2 separate regions of the Mus musculus genome follow, and region 1 is linked to region 2. A link is a contact called in public Hi-C data. All regions are on one chromosome and are shown on one strand. Each heading gives the region's core, a stretch centred on a gene start, on an enhancer-like site or on the middle of the called end of the contact. The rest is flanking DNA. Distances are from core to core; before and after follow the strand shown. Region 1 overlaps St6gal1 (beta galactoside alpha 2,6 sialyltransferase 1). Region 2 overlaps C730014E05Rik (RIKEN cDNA C730014E05 gene).

Region 1 (5,658 bases), core at 2,816-5,315, 140 kb before region 2:
GAAAGATCACTTTAATATTCTATATAGTTCACCATGAAGCCATGGAGTCCTGGACTTGGACTAGAAGTTTAAAAAATTATATTGACTCAATTTTGTTACTAGTTCTAATACTGAAGGCTTTATGCTTTATTATGGCTTGATTTTGAATGCTTTGTGTCTAGAAATTTATTCATTTCATCTAGGTTGTACTATTGGTGTAATTGTTTATTTATGGAATAGTCTTTTATAATCTTTTTTAAAATGTCTGCAGAATTGTAATAATGTCTCCTTTATAATCTCTGGTTTTAGTCGTGGCGGTCGTCCCTCTTTTGGCCTTTGTCCCTTGAGCCAAGATTAATCAATACTGTTGAACTTTGCAAAGAACCAACTTTAGGCTTATTGTTTTCCTTTATTACTATTATGCTCCCTCCTCCTCCTCCTCCCCTCCCCTCCCCTCTCCTACCCTCCTCTCTCTCTCTCTCTCTCTCTCTCTCTCTCTCTCTCTCTCTCTCTCTCTCTCTCTCTGTCTCCCCTCTCATCTATTTTCTTCCTTCTGAAAGCTTCATATTTAGCTTATATTTCTTCATGTATCATAAAGTTATGTTAATTTGAGATCTTTATCTTTCTGACCTTTTGCTATATAAATTCAGAAGTAAAAAATTTCTCTTTAGCAGTACTTTAAATGAATTTCATATTTTTTATATATTGTATTGTGTCTTAAATAATTTCTAAGTATCCTCTGACTTCATGAGTTGTGGGCTACTGAAGTATAGTTATGCCATCTCATGGAAGAGCTTCCAAGCATACTTTAAGTTCTCAAACAATCTTGGTAAAATAGGTTTCTGGACTAGCCATAAATTCCTGTGCAACGTGATCCTGGGCTTTAAGGGTTAACTGCCTGATCATTTAACTGCTATCTGTCCACTTCAGTAAATAAGGCGTGCTTGCTGCACATGTCCAGAACTGCCTTTCCAAATATGTCGCAATTGTGGGGTTTTTTTTTTTTTGCCCTGAAAACCTGAACCGACTGGAGGTCAAGGCTGCTTCCCACTCATCTGTTTGGGAAAATTTTGCCAACAATTAAGGCTCCATTTGACTTATCTGGGCCTCTCAAACCCTATAACACCTTTGTGACTTCTTTCATCTGTTGATTAAAAAGTGTGCAATATGATTTCCATGAGTTGGAAAAAAAACCCTCCATTATAATACTTCACTCTCAAAGGAACAAAGGGCAGAATAAACATAAGAGAAGGAAATGGAGAGAATCACACAAGCCAACTAGAGCTAGTATGTGGAGATGCTCTCCAACCAAAAGAACACACATTCTTCTCAACAACAAATGGGTATCTTTCGGCATAGATTATACATCGGGTGACATACTATGAAGGCTAACATTATGCTTTAAGTTTAAATTACTATGCTTAAGAGATCTATAAAAGCCCCACTTGCCCAAGGGCAGATAACTATCTGGATTGCTGGAGGCTCTCTTGTTCATTTAAGTTAATAATTGCTTCTGTAAACAATTTGGTTGTCCCAACAGCACAGACTATGCTTGACCACATTCAGGATGTATGCTTGCCACTGATTGGACAAAGGTGGGAAGTGGGTAGCCTTGTGGATTTAAACCTTTATAAGCTCCTGATGAATAATGTACTTTGTGGCCATACAATGGGAATCCTGGGTATGGACCTGATTGAGACCCATTATCATGGCCAGAATTTAATAAAGGTTGCTTTAACTGTGACTCAAAAATTGTGGATATATTGTTATTCTCACCTAATGGAGTTAGCATTTTCTGGAGGCCCCCAGGAAGATCATACCCAAATTCTAAAGTCAGGCCTACACTCCAGGACTCCAGGGCTGAAAGGTCCCCTCAGAAGGTGTGCACAGAGATGCTCCAAGATTCCAACTGCCATCCTGAGAAAAGCAGTAACCACCTACCAGAGGCCTCCTCTGGTAAGTCATAGTAATTTGCTGTGACATCGAATCTGTTCAGATCCCAATATAGGACGAGGAAGGGTTCAACAGGACCTAATGGCCTCCTATCCAAGGCAAAATGCAAAACGTTATCCACCCACCTGGTTCTTGTTGTTCATATACTGGGAGTCAAAATGGAAATTGGTTGAGCCCAGTTAAAGGTCATAAAGTTTTGTCTGCCTGTCTGTTGTGTGTGTGTGTGTGTGTGTGTGTGTGTGTGCACTCTGTGTTTTCTGGTGTGCACATCTGGGATATAGGGGGAAATGTGATACATCTGGCTCAGATGTATGTATAAATGATGGTTGCCAGTCCATGCTCTGTTTTGCTTCTGACCTCCTCTGAGTGTGTGACCAGTCTGTGTTCTGTGTGTGCTGCTGGCTTTGTTTTTGCTGTCTCTGGAAACACCAGTCACCACCAATGCCACTTGCCTCAATGGCTTTGATGGCCAGGGCTCTGCATTTCTTATCTTTAAGCTTTCCTGTCACTGGATTCAGTTTGGCAGGGATTCAAATATCTTTTGGGTATGGATAATATTAAAGTTGTTTAATGTTGCTCTACTTTATTGAAAAGTTGACTCTGGAGTGGGCTATGACTCTCCCTCCTGTAGACCCAAGCATGCTTGGGTAACCTCCAATTGTCCTCTGTCAGACAGGCCACTTGACTTTGTGACAGAGATGGGAGAGCAAAGCAAAACAACAACAGGAATTAGATTATTGGTTTCATTTAACTGCCTAAAACTTTTGCTAAGATGTAAACCTTAGCTCAAGATCTGTAAGACTATTCATTATGTAAACTTTCTGTACCTCAAAATTTGTATGTTTACTGGGTATGGTTAAAAATCTGTAAAATCTGTAACAAAAAAAAAAGTTAACTTAAAATTTGTAACATGAGAGGTTGACAGTTAAAAATCTATACATAGGTAACCTTAAAGGAACCATATGGTATGATGCCATCTTGGGCTATAAGCAACATGTGGCTTGTCTGTTGCCATCTTAGCTGCTGTCCCCCATCGGGATGGAGGCAGCCAGAAACAGAGCCAGCTGGAGCCTAGGAGACCTGCTGTGTGTGCCTGTCTGTGTGTGCTGCCCAGGGTGGGGCCACAGAGGGGACCCAAGCCCTTAGGGGAAGCCCAGATGAGTGAATCCCAGACACTGAACATTGAGTTGTTTGCACTGTTGGAGTTTGGTTTTGCTTTGTCCCCACTGTGGCTGTGCCCTGTTTTGTCTCTCTTACAATAAAATAGAGTATTTATATATATATATATTATTGGAGTTTACAATAGACAGATTTTTAACTTTTTTTAAAAGGGAAATTTAGGAGTTTTGAAACTTTAAATTAAAAAGTTAGATATTTCCTTTAAATATTTACATTTATAAGGCTATGAGATATTTTAAGTTTCTTTTTTTTTAAAGATTTATTTATTAATATATATTAATACTTAATATACAAAGGCATCTCACTGGGCTATCCCACCCTTCAATGTTAGTCATAGGCAGGGAGGAGATTCTGGCAATGGAACACTCATCAGTATATATTAAGTACACTGTAGCTGTCTTCAGACACTCCAGAAGAGGGAGTCAGATCTTGTTGCGGATGGTTGTGAGCCACCATGTGGTTGCTGGGATTTGAACTCTGGACCTTTGGAAGAGCAGTCGGGTGCTCTTACCCACTGAGCCATCTCACCAGCCCATATTTTAAGTTTCTAAAATGCTTTATATTAGATGTCGACTAATATGCTCTTTGGGGATTTTTTTTGGTTTTGTTTGTTTGTTTTCATTTTGTTTTGTTTGTTTGGTTGTTTGGTTGGTTTTTTTAAGACAGGGTTTCTTTGTGTAACAGCCCTGGCTGACCTGGAACTCGCTTTGTAGACCAGGCTGGACTCAGATTCACACAGATCTGCCTGCTTCTGCCCTCCAAGTACTGGGATTAAAAATGTCCTCCACCACGGCCCAGTTTATTAATATGTAATCTTCAAATAAATAAGTAATGAATGAATGAATGGCTAACGAATTAGAGCTGCAGCTATCAGCACCAAACAGAGGAACCTAGAATATTCCTATCATGGGATGCAGTAAGTCAGTGACCTAAGCAGTCTGGCAAAGAGACCATGGAATGTCTTCCTAACCAGGGACTATCCAGGCTGACAGAGACTGACCAAAGAATGGACGCCTAGTCTCTTAGTCTGTGCCAACTTTGTTAATCGTTAGCTATTTAGATAAGAGTCACCTAAGGAACTGTGACAATCTGTAATGGTGCGCCATGGAAGGCCTGGGGAAGTAAGTTCCCAGTGTCCCTGTGAACTGTATTTATGACTCAAAGTTTTATTCTGATACTAAAAGAATACCAATTCGGATATTCAGCCCCAAGAGAGGTGGCAGCAGCTGCTGCCCTTGCTGCTGCTATTGGCTGGTTGGAGATATCCTGACAATGAAGATTAGACATGCCCCAAGGAACTTGGTGCCCCAATCAGCAGGAAGTAGTCTAATGATATCAACATCCCCTTCCCCCCTTTACCATCTGCAGTCACAGCTCTCAGTAATAACTACTTATGTCTCTGTCAAATGATTTATATCGGAAAGAAAGGGATGTGAAGTCTATGTAAGTTACAGGGGTCTAAGAAAGCAACTTCTGTGGATGTAAAATATTGTGTAAGTTCTGAAGGCCTTAGGAAGTTATTTAAGATATATGAAAAAAATGAGAGAATACAAAATGTTTCAAATTTCCGTCCCCTTCTATGATGTTGTTGTTATACTAAGATCTCAGAAGTTCAGAGTTCTAACATCGATTAACGGAATTCTGATAAACTGGTAAAGCACGGATTACCATTACTAGTCACAAGCTCAAGATCTGACGTTTCCTTTGGTTGTCTGCTTCTGACCGGGCTAAAACCATCTCGGCTCAATCTGGGTACCCAGCCCTCTGGACAGAGAAGCAAATGTCCATACTTTTTAAGGCAAACCCATCGCTTCTGCTAGCTCATAAGCATGCTTCTACTCTGTTTACAGAATTAGCTGCTTTTTCTACAATGTGGATTTCAGTGCGGATTGTGAACAATGATAACGCTATCAAATCTAAAATTTTTATCTCTTTTTTTAAACTAAAAAAAAAAATCAAAAATACTTCAGGGAGTTGTGGAAGTCGTTCCGTTTTGGATCTACCTCTCACAGATCAAACAGACTCTAGATAAGTACACCCTAGTTGTCTGTGCCTATATCACTCCCTCCCCAACTCAACTCCCCCCCACTTTGGGATTCCTCCCCTAACCACCAGGACTAGGGTCCTGAAAGCTACAAATGTAATATTTTTTTCCTTTAAGTTTCTTGACTTTAACTTCTATCCCTAGTCTATATCTGATTTAGCAGATTTCCACCTTGCTGACAGATACCACCTAGAAATCAGCTGTGGACAAACTGTTCCAAATGACTTCAAGGCCTGGGCTTGCTGGAAGCTGATGCGAACCAGTCCAGTTCCCTTTCTCTTCGGCTGGGTCAGTTAACAAGATGCTTCTGATGAGTGTTCCATTGCCAGAATCTCCTCCCTGCCTATGACTAACATTGAAGGGTGGGATAGCCCAGTGAGATGCCTTTGTTTGTTAGGAACGAGTCTTGGAAGAGAGCACTTGGACTTCCCCTTTCTCTAGTCCCGTACACAAAGTGAGCAATGGCGTGCTGTCTCAGCACAGGCTCTCATGTAACTGGGAGC
Region 2 (5,704 bases), core at 1,251-3,750:
AATGTAATTGTTATAGATCATATGTGTCTAGGAATTAATCAGTCTATTTCTTTTATACTGTACAGTGTCTGGGAATATAAGCTTTGGGATATATCCTCATGATTCTCCATATTGTATTAGAATCAATAGACTGGCCCCCTTCACCTCTAATTGTATTAATTTGGGTCTTTTTATTAGTTTAGCCATGTGTTTGTCAATCTTATTTGATTTTTCTTTTAAAAAAACTAAACAAACAAAAAGCAAAAAGACAAAACCAAAAAACCTTTCTGCATTGTCTTTGCACTGTCTCCATTTCAGTCATCTTACCCTGATCATTGCTGCTTCCTGATGCCTATTGTTTTGGGGTTTGGATTTTTCTTGTTTTTCCAAGGCCTTGAGGTATATCCATAGGTTATTTGCTTGTTATTCTAAATGAAATTTTAAATATCACTTTCTGATATTTTAAATAAATGAAACATTTTAATTTTCTCTCTGCTTTTTTTTTCCAGTGAAGCAGTAATTGCTAAGGAATGTAAGGTTCAGATAGATGCAAGAGTTCTCAACAAAATACTTGCAAATTGAATTCGAGAGAAATCAAGATCATACGCCATGAACAGGTTAATTTCATCTCAGTAAGGGGAGATTCATTCAACATTCGCAAATCAATTATATAGAAATAAACTCAAGGACAAAACTTACATCATCATCATCTTGAAAGATACAGAAAAGGGTATTTGATAAACTTCAACATCCCTTCATTAATAAGTCCTGAAAGAGATTAAGGACAGGTTGAACACAACTCAAAATAATAAAGATTATATGTGACAAATCTATTCCAATGTTATACTTAGTGTGAGGAAAACTGAAAGCATTTTCAAAACAATCTGGGGTGAAAAAAAGGTGTCTGTCCTCTCCACGCTTACAACATAGTGTTTAAAATCTTAGCTCAACCCATAAGACAGGCAACAGATATGAAAGGGACACCAATAGAAAAGAAAGACGCTTATCCTTATAGCTCAGTGATATGTTCTGAATAGAAAAGACCCTGCGGACTCCACCAGAAATAGTTTAGATGTGGTAGACACTTTCAATAAAATTGCAGATACAAAAAAAATCAACATACTAAAAGATACAAGAGGAGCTATAGATGGCTCAGCAGTCGAGAGCACTTGTTCTTGCTGAGGATGCAGGTTCAGGTCCTAGCACTCATATGGAGACTCATACCATTTTCAACTCCAATTCCAGTCCTCTTCTGGACTCTGTAGGCACCAGGCACACATATACCTGTGGTACACATATACACATGCAGGCAAACAAACACACAATAAACAAACAAATAAATAAATAAATGGATTTTCTATGTAATCAACAAACCTACTGAGAAATAAATTAGTAAAATACCCCATTCACAGTAGCTAAATCAAAAAAACTACCTAGGAGTAAAGCTAACTAAGGAAGTGAGAGACCTCTACAACAAAAAACACTGAAACAAGAGAAAAATAATATTGGATGGCAGAAAGACTATCCATGATCCTGGATTGGCAGAATTAGTAGTATGAAAACAGCAGGATTAATAAAAGTAATCTACAGATTCAGTAAAATCTATATCAAAATTCCCAACACATTCTTTATATAATTATGAAAAAGAATCCTAACAATTACATGGAAATACAAAAGAGAGCCAAAGTAGTCCTAAGCAAAAACCTAGGGACATCAAAATACCTGATGTCGACTTATGCTGTAGAGCTATAATCAAAAAGACACAAAGACAGACATGTATATCAACACGGTAGAACACCCATAAATAAATCTATACAGCTCTTGTCATTTAATTTTGGCAAAGGTATCAAAAACATACACAAGAAGAAAAGACAACCTATTGAGCAGATACTGAAGGCAAAACTGGACATCAACCTGCAGAAAAATTAGATCCACATCTCTCTTCCTGCAAAAACATCAATTCAAAATGGAGCGAAAACTTCATTAAAAGCCAGAAATACAGAACCTGATACAAGAAGCTTTCATCATGCTGGAAGGGGCTTTGTAGTCCTCTAGAAGAGAAAACGCCATCAATGTCCTTATTCCTTGGCAAGCCCGACATGCTGGAATACCAACCTGCCAAGCAAGGTGTGCCTACTGGTGAAATAGTAGCCTGGTTGTTTGTTACTGAGGTAACCAACCACTTTCTGACAGTGTCTGAGGCTTGCCTTGTGGGAGGGAATTCATGTTTCATGCTATGAACTTTGCCCAAAGCCCATGTTTTGGGAGTTCATCGGCCACGGCAGGGAATGTACTGTTGTTGTTTTGCTAAATGACCTGTTATCAAGCTGCCTTCTAAAGATTTATGCTTACATTCACAGACCAGTGCTGCTCTTGGAAGACACTAAAGGAGCTTCCTTGTTTGAGTGGGCAGCTGTACATGCAGACTCTAAGTGCTCAAAGTGCTAAGATCAAATGGCTGTTGAATGGAACATCCCTAAACGGGACATCTCTATCAATCTGGGCAACGGTCAGAGAGTCTTGCAGAAGAGGGGGCGGGAAGAAAGTAAGAGTTGAAGGCCATGTGAATGTGCTTGCTCTCAGGCGATGTGAGTTGGGAGCACCTGGATAGAGTCCAGATCTTGTGGCCAGAATGACGTTTTTGATGTGATGTCCTTTTGCCTTTAAGTTGATGGAAACACCTGGGTTTTATCCTTTAAAGAAGACACTCTTACTTATTTTAAACTCTAGTTACTGCAGTTAAAAGTCTAACAGATTTGAACATTGGCCCAATAGAACTGAGTTTACAAGCATTATGTAAATTAGTAGGAATATATAAGAAGTAGTCATTCTCAAAATGAATATTATACTTAAGGTTTTTTAAATGCCGAGGCTTTGTACAATGCGTATACATGTTTAATCACAGGTTTTAAATGTCCATTTAATAAAAGGATACTAAGAACAGTATTCAAGAAAACATAGCTGAAAAATTCAACCATTAATTTTTATCTTAGGGTATTGAATTAACCTTTTCAAACTTCATAACCTTTATATTAATTTTAACTTAGTTATAGTCATATTTTAAACAACCATTTATAATATACCTTAATCTAACATTATTTTTACAAAATTTGCAAAACAATTTTTATGAAATAATTTTAATTGAAAGAAGTCTGCATCTAAAACATAGACAACATATCATACCTTATATATCCAACAATTATAAACATAGGTAAAACACATTAATAATTTTTGTTTTCTTAACCAAATTTAAATTACTTGTTAGAGATTAAGGTATTAAAACAGGTACTTTGAAATGGTTGTTAGAAAAAAAAATTATTTCTTATTAATGTTTGAAGCATCCAAGGTGGAACAGTGTATTCAGGGCAGAACTGGCATTTATGACTCTATTATTATTATTTTAATTAAAAAATAGAGATGTATACTTTTAAATGTGTGTGTGTGTGCGTTATTATGGTGTAATATGTTAAGATGATCTGTAAAGTCTAAGATGTCTCCATAAGCCTCAATGTAGGTTTGTAAAATGACATTTTAAAAATATTTAAGATTTCTTCTAGCATAAAGCAGGCTAGAATGAGGATCTTGAAAAACTCATCTGTTTGTTTGTTTTTAAAGAAGCAGTAGTGGTTAAAAAATCTTCAAATGTAGTGTGTGTGTGTGTGTGTGTGTGTGTGTGTGTGTGTGTGTGTGTATGGCATATATTCACCATATCCAAAAACACAGACATAAGCTATCCTCTTTATCTCAAGGTGGGGCTGTGCTGGATTGCTTTGTGTCAACTTAACACAGGCTAGAGAAATCTTAAAAGAAGGAACCTTAATTTAAAAACTGCCTCCATAAGATCAGGCTGTAGGGCATTTTCTTAGTTAGTGATTGACATGGGATGGTCCAGACTATTGTGGGTGATGCCATCCCTGGGCTGGTGGTCCTGGGTTCTATAAGAAAGCAGGCTAAGCAAGGCATGTGGAGCAAGCCAGTAAGCAGCACCCCTCCATGGCCTCTTTTTCAGGTCCTGCCTCCAGGTTCCTGCCCTGTTTGAATTCCTGTCCTCACTGCTTTTGATGGTGAACTGTTACATGGAACTGTGAGTGAAACAAATCCTTCGCTCACCAAGTTGCTTTTGGTCATGGTGTTTCATCACAGCAATAGTAACCCTAATTGAAACAAGTGCTGTTGTCTAACAGGCAAAAGTAGTAGTAATTATTTAATAGTTTATACCCTCAAGCAATAAGGACCATGGTATAGAACCAGAATTGGGATAAGGATCAAAGAGATAATATTTTGACCAGAATTGTATGACTATGTACAATTTCTCCTTAAAAGAAGATTTAAAATTTTTCAGTTGTGGGCTGGAGAGATGGTTCAGTGCTTAAGAGCACCGACTGCTTTTCCAGAGGTCCTGAGTTCAATCCCCAGAAACCACATGGTGACTCACAATCATCTGTCATGGGATCTGGTGCCCTCCTCTGGTGTGCCTAAAGAGAGCAACAATGTATTCATCTACATAAAATAAGTAAATTAAGCAATTAAAATTTTTCAGATGTTAAAAACTGAAATTTGTCTGAAAGAAATATTTAGGCTTGTTAGCCATTTTTATTTAATCCATGCCATCCTATTGCTTAAATCATATTGATTAAATATACTTTTGTTTTTTATCATTATTTGGATCCTTAAAATCTTAGTGTTATTATGAACCAAAATGAAACTGAGCCAAGTTTACTTTAGTTTACATGAACACTTACTGTGTTACATGTATTCTTGCCAATTTGGCAAGAAGTACATGATGTACAAATAAAATGCAATCACATGAACACGTGTAGTTTATATACATAACCATACATAAGATATATTTCAATAAACCAAGATCTTGAATATCATTGTTTGTTGGGATTATGTATGTGTGTGTTTATGTGTTCATTCCTCATTATGAAAAGGAAACAGCATAGAAATCTTTAGTAAATATCTTAGTTGGGTTTCATTGCTGTGAAAAGATACCATGAGCACAGCAATTCTTATAAAGACAATGTTTAATTGGGGATGGCTTACAGGTTCAGAGGTTCCGTCCAGTGTCATCACGGTGGGAAGCATGGCAATGTCCAGGCAGACATGGGGTTGGAGGAGCTGAGAGTTCTACGTCTTGATCTAAAGGCAGTCTTCCAGACAACTTGGAGGAGGGTCTCAAAGAACACCCCAACAATGACACACTTCCTCAAACAAGGCCACACCTACTCCACTAAGACCATACCTCCTAAGAGTGCCACTCTCTATGCCAAGCATATTCAAACCACCACATTCCACTCTCTGACCCACATAGACTTGTTCAAACACATGAGTCTATGGACTGTGGTGGTTTGTATATGCTTGGCCCAGAGTGGGTGGCACTGTTAGGAGGTGTGACCTTGTTGGAGCAAGTGTGCCACTGTGGAGGTGGGTTTTAAAGGTCTGCCCACTATAGAAGAGTTAGTCTCCTCCAATGCCATGCCTGCTTGCACACTGCCATGCTTCCTGTTATGATGATAATGGACTGAACCTCAGAACCTGTAAGCCATCCCCAATTAAATGTTGTTCTTTTTAAGAGTTGCCTTAGTCACCAGGCATGGTGGCTCACACCTTTAATCCCAGCAGTGGGGAGGCAGAGGCAGGCAGATTTCTGAGTTCAAGGCCAGCCTGGTCTATAAAGTGAGTTCCAGGACAGCCAGGGCTATACAGAGAAACCCTGTCTTGA

Evidence for each region. A called contact is a pair of places that touch in the nucleus more often than the background predicts.
Region 1: a Hi-C map of liver shows a contact between it and region 2, with 5 times the contacts expected there. The contact joins two enhancer-like sites. A contact is called at or near these places in 1 of 484 Hi-C or Micro-C datasets (liver) and 4 of 115 datasets of contacts at active chromatin or transcription factors (the SCID.adh cell line, embryonic stem cells and hepatocytes).

What each region holds. Positions count from the first base shown.
Region 1 is chr16:23,332,803-23,338,460 of GRCm38.p6, reverse strand. The region is part of intron 5 of St6gal1 (beta galactoside alpha 2,6 sialyltransferase 1); the gene reads right to left. Among named protein-coding and RNA genes, the nearest start is that of Gm30814, 9.0 kb to the right of the region's middle. Within about 2 kb of position 4,065, at least 13 of the 459 cell types and tissues checked have an H3K27ac peak or open chromatin away from gene starts, as enhancers often do. A contact at or near this core is called in hepatocytes and liver, where this site is marked.
Region 2 is chr16:23,188,542-23,194,245 of GRCm38.p6, reverse strand. C730014E05Rik (RIKEN cDNA C730014E05 gene) reads right to left here. Exons shown (of 3, transcript NR_155420.1): 2 at 679-747. Among named protein-coding and RNA genes, the nearest start is that of C730014E05Rik, 16 kb to the right of the region's middle. Within about 2 kb of position 2,500, at least 2 of the 459 cell types and tissues checked have an H3K27ac peak or open chromatin away from gene starts, as enhancers often do. A contact at or near this core is called in hepatocytes and liver, where this site is marked.